2 separate regions of the Drosophila melanogaster genome follow, and region 1 is linked to region 2. A link is a contact called in public Hi-C data. All regions are on one chromosome and are shown on one strand. Each heading gives the region's core, a stretch centred on a gene start, on an enhancer-like site or on the middle of the called end of the contact. The rest is flanking DNA. Distances are from core to core; before and after follow the strand shown. Region 1 holds the start of Actbeta (Activin-beta). Region 2 holds the start of lncRNA:CR45201 (long non-coding RNA:CR45201).

Region 1 (5,060 bases), core at 1,595-4,094, 130 kb before region 2:
GTTACTATCGTATAAAAAAAACAAATACAAATACAAAGTTTTTTTTCATTTATGAAATCTATTAGTTTATAAACATACTTAGTCAATATTACTAGCCACTTGTCCTCTTTAAAGGGGACTGAAAAGACATCAGAATAAGATTTAACTTTTATCATTTATGTCAAAATATTGTTAAATATATTGAAAAATCAAAGAGTGACGTTGCCGTGCGTCTTTGTCTCTGGAAGCAACAAGCGGACAGGGTCAGATCGACTCGGCTATTGATCCTGATCAAGATATATATACTTTACATGGTCGAAAACGCTTTCTTCTAACTGTTACATACTTATCAACGAATCTATCTTTTATTCTACGAGTAACGGGTATAATAATATGTTACAGAATTATGTAGTGTACACAACAGAATATTCAGGTGTTCATTTACCGTCATCCCTTGAATTCTTTTGCGATCGAAGGAAATGTCTTGGACGGTTGCCCGCGCTTTATTTGTGAAACACCTGTTAGACCGAACCGGAAAAAACCTACCCTTCGATCGCGCCTCTGTTAATTTTCCTTTCTGCTTATATATACTCCTTACGTGGTTAATTCGTGCATTAGTACCAAAACTGGTGTTAAGTCACTAGCAAAAGTTCAATGATCTTAAATATTATTATTATGTTATTATATATGTATGTATTTATATGAAGAATTCTGACCAATATAAGCTCTAAAAAAATATTCGAAAATTTTTTTTAGTAGCTTTTCATTTAGAAGGCTTTTCTTTGGTTATTCCGCATGCTAAACGGTGGGTAACTATTTGTGTTCATATGTGTGTATGTGTGTATATGTAAGTATATAAATATTTTTGTAGAATTCGCCTGGTAGCTTTTGATATAAACAATCGGTATTCATATGTTTTGGTATGAAATTCGGTATTTCAATCGTGGCTCGTGGCTTTTCACGGTCTGCAAGCCAACCGAGACAGCTTTTCCGCCGTTTCTTTTGGTTGTTTTTGGCTGCTAGGTACTGGAAATGCTACTGCTGTATATATTATGTTATGTACTATTTATTTATACTACTTACTTTGTTGGTATACTCTTTCCCGGAATAATACATATAGTTATTTCCGGAGATTTTCGGGAGCCGAAAGTTAATACATACAGACAGAAGGGGCTTTAACAAGTCGATAGCACATAAAACCAGAATAACATGATATCGGCAAACTAAGGTTTATATACTCTTCCAATTAAAACAATGTCTTGGATAAAGTTTTTTAACCCGTGCCACTAACGTAGACGACCGATACATGCCAGTCAGTCCCCTTGTCCGTCGGTCCATCTTTATAAAAGTCAAAACCTATAAAACTATAGATATCAAAAAATTGAAGTTATCCGTCCAGATTCTAGTAACTCCTACGAGGCTTTTGCTTGTATCAAAACGTAAATTATTTATTTGTTATGTCTATGTACATGTATGTATATGATGAAAACAACCAACAACAAAATATTCGTATTCTATTTCTAGTTTGATGCAATCGTTTCGAAGGAAGTAAAAAGTAAATGTAGCCAATAATTGTAGGTATTCCGGTGAAGTTACGTATACATCCTCTTTGTTCTTTCTGTTAAATATTCTTCAGAGAGTACGGTTTACCCTTTTTTTGTTAACAAGTAAAGGATAAAGAAATATTATCTGCTGGGCTTTTCCTTATATCGATTTGCATAACTAAAATCAGCAAAATAATAGAATACTTACTCGAATTTCACATTTGGAAAGTATGTAACAACCAGAAGGAAGCGTTTCCAACCATATAAAGTGTGATCAGGATCAATAGCCGAATCGATCTGGCCTTGTCCGTATGTCCGTGTATCCGTGTGTCCGTCCGACCGTCTGTCCGACCGTCTGTTCGACCGTCCGTCTTTCCGAATGAACTCGAAATCTCATGTACTGTACGTAAACGTAAAAGCTTGAGATCAGCATACAGATTCAAGCGACATAGACGCAGCGCAAGTTTGTTGACAGATGTTGACACGACCACTCTAACGCCCACAAAGCGCACAAAACTGGCACGCCCACATTTTTGAACAATTTGTGGATAGTTTTTCATAATTTCATCTAACGCCCACAAACTGCACAAAACTGCCACGTCCACACTTTTGAAAAATGTTTTTATATTTTCTCATACATACTTTTTCATACAAGACTAATAATCTTGTAAATTTCTATCGATCTGCAAAAAACATTTTTGCCACGACCACTCAAAGCGCTAAAATCGACCAAAACTGCTACTCCCACGTTTATGAAAATGTATTGGATATTTTTCATAATTTTATTAGTCTTGTAAATTTCTATCGATTTGCCAAAAAACGCCCAATATAAAGCCCGCAAACCACGAATAACAGGTATAACAATTTTTTCCCATTTTATTTCCCCCTAATATCGATATCCCAGAAAAATGATGAAATTTTGCGTTCGCATTCGTACTAGCAAATGAATATAATATTAATATTTATATCTTGATTTGAATCTAACTGAATTGGACGTAAAGTTTTACAGATAAATCTGTTAATGTTTAGGCGCACATAGATCGACACAAGATCGACTGCTAATTTGGAATTTTGGGTAAACGATTCCATCTACGCTTAACAACATTTTTATTTATTAGTTACGATTACGATTTAAAAATGATTTAGGTTATTGAAATTCATCCATTTGAATCTGCCGACTTTTTAATCGTGAAAGGAAGCATATATCGATAGCATCGATATTCTTTCTAATTTGAATGGCAACAGATATTTCTGGTGCAAATATGGCAACGCTGAAATATTGTTATTTTCAAGAAAGCTTTTGAAAAGCTTAAAGTGTCATCTTAGTTTCACAAAGTATGCAATGTCATTTAGCAACCAACGGAGATACAAAATATTGTTTCCGTGCTAAAAGGAAAAGCATAATACATTTATAAATCGTGAAAATGTGATAGTGTCCCTAATATTTCTCGTGAAGAAATATATTTACTTAGTTGAAAATTTATTGTTTCTAAAAAGAAAAAGGTGATACATATTGTTACATACACTGATCATAAGCCTATACACATAACCACCTTCCTTCTTACATATGTACAAATTTTTTTGTTGAACGCATGCTTTTAATTCCTCTTCATCCCTTTCCGCTGCTAGGCTTCTAAGTAACCACCATTCAGGCGTAGGTCTTTTCATCTGGACACAGTCTGTGTGTCGCCTTGAGTTCTTCAGAAGGGACGGATGAGTCTGTCTGTCCGCTTCTGTTGGTGCATGGTATGAAGTATTTCTGGCGTAATAATAACTGTGCCATCCGAAGCTCGGCGTCAGGTTTAGACTAATTTTAATGTGTTGTACCCTTTCAAAGTGTATATTGATTTAAGTCAGTTTCTTGCAACGCAGTAAAGGAGACAATTACGACCACACGAAGAATATATGTTCATCTGTATGGCTAGCAGTAAGAGCCGTAACCGTCCGTCCGTTTCAACGCAAACTGGTTCAATTACTGGTTAATTATCAAGTAAACAAGTATTCGGAGAATATATCATTTAAGATTTGTATACCCGTATATATATTCCCTTACTCGTAGAATCAAAGGGTATACTATATACGTTAAAAAGTAAGTACCATGTAGAAGGGAGCATTGCCGAGCATACAAAGTATATACAGGGTGCGGCAGCATAATTTCCTTTTTCAGAACTCAATGAAAACTATTGTAGGCATCGGAAAAAATTTATTTTTTTTTATATTGTACGTACATGTCATATTTTTTGAAGATGAAATCTGATAGGTGACGTCCCCCATTCTCCATACATTGCGTAAACCGATTTCTGGCGTTTGTCGTGAGTCTTGTTAGCATGGCAGGTGTTATGATGGCAATTTCTTCTTGGATGTTGGTTTTCAAATCTTGTAGGGCTCTTGGACGGTTCACATAAACACGGGACTTCAAAAAACCCAATAGAAAAAAATCACAAGGGGACAGATCGTGCCGGCCATTCCAAATCGCCTCTAATTGAGATAAGGCGCTCTGGAAAGTGTTCCCTCAAAACAGCCATCGATGCTCTTGAAGTATGTGCTGTTGCACCGCCTTGTTGGAACCAATTTTTGTATATAAAAAACACTTTGGCCACAAAACGAGCGAAACGGTCACGCCCACATTTTCAAACAAATTTAAAACTTTTTCGTATCTTTTTGCACAATATTTATAAATATCCCTGAAAAATTATGAAACTTCGCATCGGGGAAGTCGACTATAGCTTTCTCCGGTGTTTTTAATTTATTTGCCAATTTGTAGCCTCCTCTCTTGTTTAGTGTCCATATTAATTTCCAGTTAGCTTACCACTTATCTAATCGAAAATTTGTATTTTGAACAGGCAGACGAAATGAACGACAGAAAGGAAAGGAAAGGAAAAAGATTTGCAATGATTAAAAAAATATTTACCAGAAAAATAAAATTGACAATACTTGTACCACGTTTCTAAGGGACAGTGCCTGTACTACACGCTTGCCATATATCAAAGATGCGATTTGCCTTCGATTCTAATCATTCGCAATCGGGGGCGCCATTCAAAGGCAGCAGGTGTTTCTTTAATTGTCAATGCATCTGCTGTCGCCAAGGATGCTGCGTTGTGGTTGTAAAGTGCTGTTGCTGCTTTAACTTAAACTGCTGCAACAGCCTTGGCTCCCGGAAGTCATTTCCACAACCCGCTGCAATGCGTAAAAAAGTTGCTGACCTCGAAGTCCTTAGAGTATCAAGGTTTGTGGCGGTTATTTTAGTGCTGGCTCGGTGGGTTACTGCGGTAGCGACACTCCTGACAAGCTGCATACTCCTAGACATATTTTCCGTGCCTGGCCAGTCTGGAGTTGCAGATAGAAGCCAAGCCAGCAGTAGGACAGTGCACGTCTCGGTTCCTACCACACCTAATGAAACTCCCAGTAGCACTTCGGAGACGAAGCTAAAGTTGCTTTATGGGTATACATCGTATGACATAAATAACGACCAACAGGTAAAGTCCAACAATTTATGTAGAGTGCTTTGTAAAAGTCGCAATCGTAAACGACAGCGAA
Region 2 (4,907 bases), core at 1,747-4,246:
CATTGAACCATTATGTTGTTATCAAACTTCTGGAAATAAAAATAGTCTAGTCTAGTTTTTGAAGAAATATAAAATCACTTACAAGTAAGAAAAATCACCAATCTTATTGATCAAAGACATCTTAAGGCTATGCTCAATAAAAATAATTGATCACAAAAAACAAAAAATTTTCAAAAGCACTGGAAAAATAAAATTTATTTTATAATTGTTTTTAACGGTGCCTACATAAATTGAAATATTATAATACATACAAAAATATAATTTCAAATTGCTTCATATATGTTTAATTTAAATAAAGGCTAGCCTTCAGAACCGAATAAATAAAACTTTATTGAAAACAAAACAGAAAGCTATGTACATATACTTCGTTTAGAAAAACGGGGCCATCAAGCAAAAGATGCGCTAGCAGCGGAATTTTAATGGTAAGTCAAATCTCATCTCTGTTCGCCTGTGTACGGTATTTTAAAGTCGATTTCTTGTTCTTACTCTACATTGCAAGTCTAACAGTTCCAGTATTTTCAAGGTCTTTGAAAAATTATAACTTTAACAAGAGAGGAGGAACTCATTCGAGTTCCCCGACTATTCATCTAGTGGAAATGCTAACACGAAATTTCATAATTTGCGGATAGATTTTGTTAAAGTTTAAAAATTGTTCAAAAGTGTGGTTTTCGGAGTTTTGTGGGTATAAAGTGGGCGTGGCAAGAAGTTGGTTGGCAAATCGATAGAAATTTTCAGAACTGGAAAAAAATACCAAAACATCAGGTATAAAATTACAATACATTCCGTAGAAATGCATGTTTAATAATTATTAAGCAACAAAATCAGCCGTATTTTTCGACAGATCAGATACTCGATACTCAGCATATCGATGGGAACGATAGGAAAGGTGTAGGAGTGGCAGTAGCCAGTTCGACTCGGCTAGTGATCCTGATCATATATGTATATATATACTTTATAGGGTAGGAAACGCTTTTTTCTTTCTGTTTCATACTTCCAAGGTCTTTAATAGGTGCTTTCACTAAGAGTTTCCAGTGTTGGAAGACGAATTCTACTATCTGACCCCCTCCCTCCACACCATGACTGATGGCCAGGTGGTATGATCAAAGACACTAGAATAACAAAATGCGTAACGGCCATACATTGGTTTGACAAAAGACACTAGAATAACAAGATGCGTAACGGCCATACATTGGTTTGGCACTATGCAGCCACTTTTTTGGTGACGGCCAAAATTGCTGTCTGTCCGCTCGCTTACAATGAGAGTGTAAGAAATCTAAAAATAGAATTTGCTTGCTTGTGTAAGTAAAAGCAAGAGACCAGAACGCGTATATGTGTGCGTGTTGTGATAGAAAACGATTTTCGGGCCGAAATCAATTCTGATTGAAGAAACGAATTTACATATTTGAGGAGTTTTGTCCGATTTCGTAGCAATATGACAAAATTGCGCGCTTTTTAAAAATATCAAATTGGAATATAACAAAAAAAAACTGAAATCGAACAACTGAATCTAATGTGCATGTTAAATAATAAAAATTGATCATTTACATACATCATATTAAGTCAAATGACTTAATAAATATACTAAATAATTAAGGAAAATACCAAGGAAGTATAACTACTGTAATTTAAAACATAAATTTCCCAAATAGAAGACATTATATTGAGAAATAAATATTCCATAAAAATAATACGTAGTAGAAAATACAAATTTATAACATAAACAAAAATATGAAAACTGTTTATTGGAAGTATATCTTGAGGCACGAAGTGCAGACGAAAGCACTCAACAATGTCTTATTAATTTTTCACAAGTCGCAAGCTGAATCATTCATTTCATTTCATTCAGTCATTTTTAAAATTTATTTTGTGACATTATGATTCGGCTTTTACTATTTCTAAGCTATATTTAAATAATAATAACGTTAAGGCAATGCAAAACAAGAATTTTTCGCACGGTGCCAATTGATCAAAAATAATATAGATTTAATGTCTATGAACTTCTAAGGTGAAGGGCATACATATGTACATATATTGTCAAATTTACAATGCATGGATACGTGTGCACACACACAGTTGTCTGCTATCACTGTATGCGTAGAAAAGAGCTGTGCGCTGTAGCGCTCTCCGCTCTCTCGCTCTCGAACAAAAATTCGAGGGGGCCTGGAGCCACGGCGAAAAAACCGTGTGCCAAAAAATCGTAAGACGTTACGCATCCTGTTATTCTAATGTCTTTGGTATGATAATCTTTAACAATTTATTTCAAATTATTACTCCCTTGGACATGGTATGTGACGACAAATTCTCACCATACGAAAAATATGAAAAACTTTGATTTTTAATAACTCGACATATGGCTTTATTTGTACCACATTTCTTCGTACTGTGCCATACCATCCCTATTTTGCCATCCTTACGATACCGCCGTCATTATCTTCATTAATGGGTGGGTAGAGACCGTTAGGTCAATGCAGGACGGCATATAGAAATTGGGTGACGCACTCTTAGACCATAACCAAAACTATCGTATATTCTCAAAAAAAGGGGACTATGACTATAAAAATAGCTATGTATTTAACTCTAAACCTCTATAGATTTTGATAGACCATGACATTGTGTGGAACATGATGTCATTTTCTAGACATTGTGCACGAAGATCATTCCCGAAGTCGACCGAACACTTATTCCGTGCATGTTTCATCAGACCGCCGGCAGCATATTTTAGCGTTAGGCGTGCACTTCCTTGTATAACTGTGTACACCTACAAAAAATTTCAAAATCAATCTATCGGGCACGCTCCGTTAATCGAAGTACTTTACGATTTCGATTTTAAAGATTGGTGCTCCGGTTTTCAAATTCGTAAGGATTTTCGATGTGTATAACGGGCACTTTTGTCTGGCCGAAATGAAAAGTATATGCCCATTTTTATATCACGTTAGATCTTAACCAAGGGAAAAAATAGTTCAGTAGTCTATTGATTTATATTCATTAGTTATTTTATATACAATTTATTTCTGACCCCATCAAAAATTTGATATACAAAATTTTGCTGTCGGCAACAAAAATTTTCGATTTGGCATTTTAAAACGCAAGATCGGTGCTCCGGTTTTCAAATTCGTAAGGATTTTTCGATTTGTAAAACGGACACTTTTGTCTGGCCGAAATGAAAAGTATATGCCCATTTTTATATCACGTAAGATATTATTTACCAAGGGAAAAAATAGTTTACTCAGTGGTCTATTGATTTATATTAATTATTTATATTCATTATTTATTTTATATACAATTTATTTCTGACCCCATTAAAAATTTGACATACAAAATTTTGCCGTCGGCAAAAAAAATTTTCGATTTGGCATGGGGTCATGCGTGCGTCGACTAAACTTACTTATAAAATATAAAAGAATTAATTATCTTAATTTAAAAGATGGCCTATAGTGTTCGTAAGTAATGCTATTTAATTTAATTAATTAAACGGTCAAAATGCAGTAAAAAATTAAATGCGAACATCGGAATTAAAATTGTGAAAAAGGTGTCCGCTGGAAAACAGCTTAAACAGCTGTTTACTGTACAGAAAACACTCCGACAGCAAAAAATTTTACGAAATCAAATCGAATTCGGAAACAAATTACGATTATTCGGTAATGCATGCCTGATTATAATTTCTTGATTTGTTTTATATTAAATTTAAAATTTAATAGTTTAATAATATAAAAATATTCTTATTTATATTATATATTATGAGTATTTCAAATGTAAATAATCATATAAACTATTTTATAAAACATCGACGTTACATAAATAAAATTTATTTTTTGTTTTTCAAGTGTAAATAATAATATTAATCATTTTAGAAAACATTCGGCACCTTTACTCGACGCTCATACGAACGGACAGATATGCTTAGTCTGGTATCGCTTTAGCACCAGTAGGAAAAACCTAGAATTTCTTTTCCCACAAATGTCACAACTTCAAAATTCCATTGTTTCACGGTGTTTCTCTTTTAATGTTTCAATATTAATATATATAATGCCTTAAGGTTCAATAAGAACAAAATATTTTCAATGTCTATATCCCACTCCAATTTAGCGTGATATTCACAAAGCTAATCGCAACATTGTGAGCATTAAAAATTGTTATATATGTATGTAAGCGTCTTGGGATTATATTCTCATGAAACTCAACAGTCATATATATGGCCTTAAAATACGTATATATATATATATATATTAATTTTTCAAAGTGTGTGTTTGCATAAGTGGTGTGTACTATTTGTATATTCATTGTACAATTTCTCCCGTTCATATAGGAGAGTGTTCTGTTTTTAATAATTTTGGATATCTTAACTTTTTCGACTTTCTGTAATAAGTTAGATTACACAGTGAACTATAGTCCTTAGCAATGGATACATCAAAGATTAGTGCCAGGTATGTGGATTAAATATTGGTAAATTTTAGTCAACTTTTTCGATATTATTCTCGCGTACTGTTTTTTTAAACTTGTATATGTACTAACATTGTTTTAACAATCTGTTTCACATTAGGTACTCGAAAGTAGACCTGTTAGCTCTAAGATATGAAGGTAAAAGTCGACAGCGCCCGCAATGTTCAACACGACTTGAATTGCAGACGCTAGGTTTTTGGAAAATTAATCTGAACACAGCTGCGTTAACCGTGTCCAGCGCCTATTCTAATCAAAACAAGAATCGACTTTCTCCAGAAGCAGATAACTCGAGCTTAATTTGTTCCAATAGTAGCTCAATAAGTTCACGTCGCGCTATGAGAAATCGAGAACGGGCAAACAACTATTACCAGCGCTTCGTACCTACCGATTCTCTTCTAATAAGTGGGGAGGATAAAGATAAGGATGCGCTTTCTCATGGACAGCCCTATAAGTTGAATATCATCGAT

Evidence for each region. A called contact is a pair of places that touch in the nucleus more often than the background predicts.
Region 1: a Hi-C map of the Kc167 cell line shows a contact between it and region 2, with 1.7 times the contacts expected there. The contact joins the promoter of Actbeta here to the promoter of lncRNA:CR45201 in region 2. A contact is called at or near these places in 23 of 107 Hi-C or Micro-C datasets (the Clone 8 cell line, the Kc167 cell line, the ML-DmBG3-c2 cell line and 9 more).

The regions. Positions count from the first base shown.
Region 1 is chr4:1,082,580-1,087,639 of dm6, reverse strand. It overlaps Actbeta (Activin-beta), which reads left to right and starts at 2,844. Exons shown (of 6, transcript NM_143685.3): 1 at 2,844-3,026; 2 at 4,367-5,060. The coding sequence starts at 4,514.
Region 2 is chr4:957,523-962,429 of dm6, reverse strand. lncRNA:CR45201 (long non-coding RNA:CR45201) reads left to right here and starts at 2,996. Exons shown (of 1, transcript NR_123751.1): 1 at 2,996-3,206. It overlaps 4E-T (eIF4E-Transporter), which reads left to right and starts at 4,038. Exons shown (of 8, transcript NM_166798.2): 1 at 4,038-4,424; 2 at 4,541-4,907. The coding sequence starts at 4,399. fuss (fussel) reads left to right here. Exons shown (of 5, transcript NM_001169358.2): 5 at 1-89. The coding sequence ends at 55. It also overlaps asRNA:CR44030.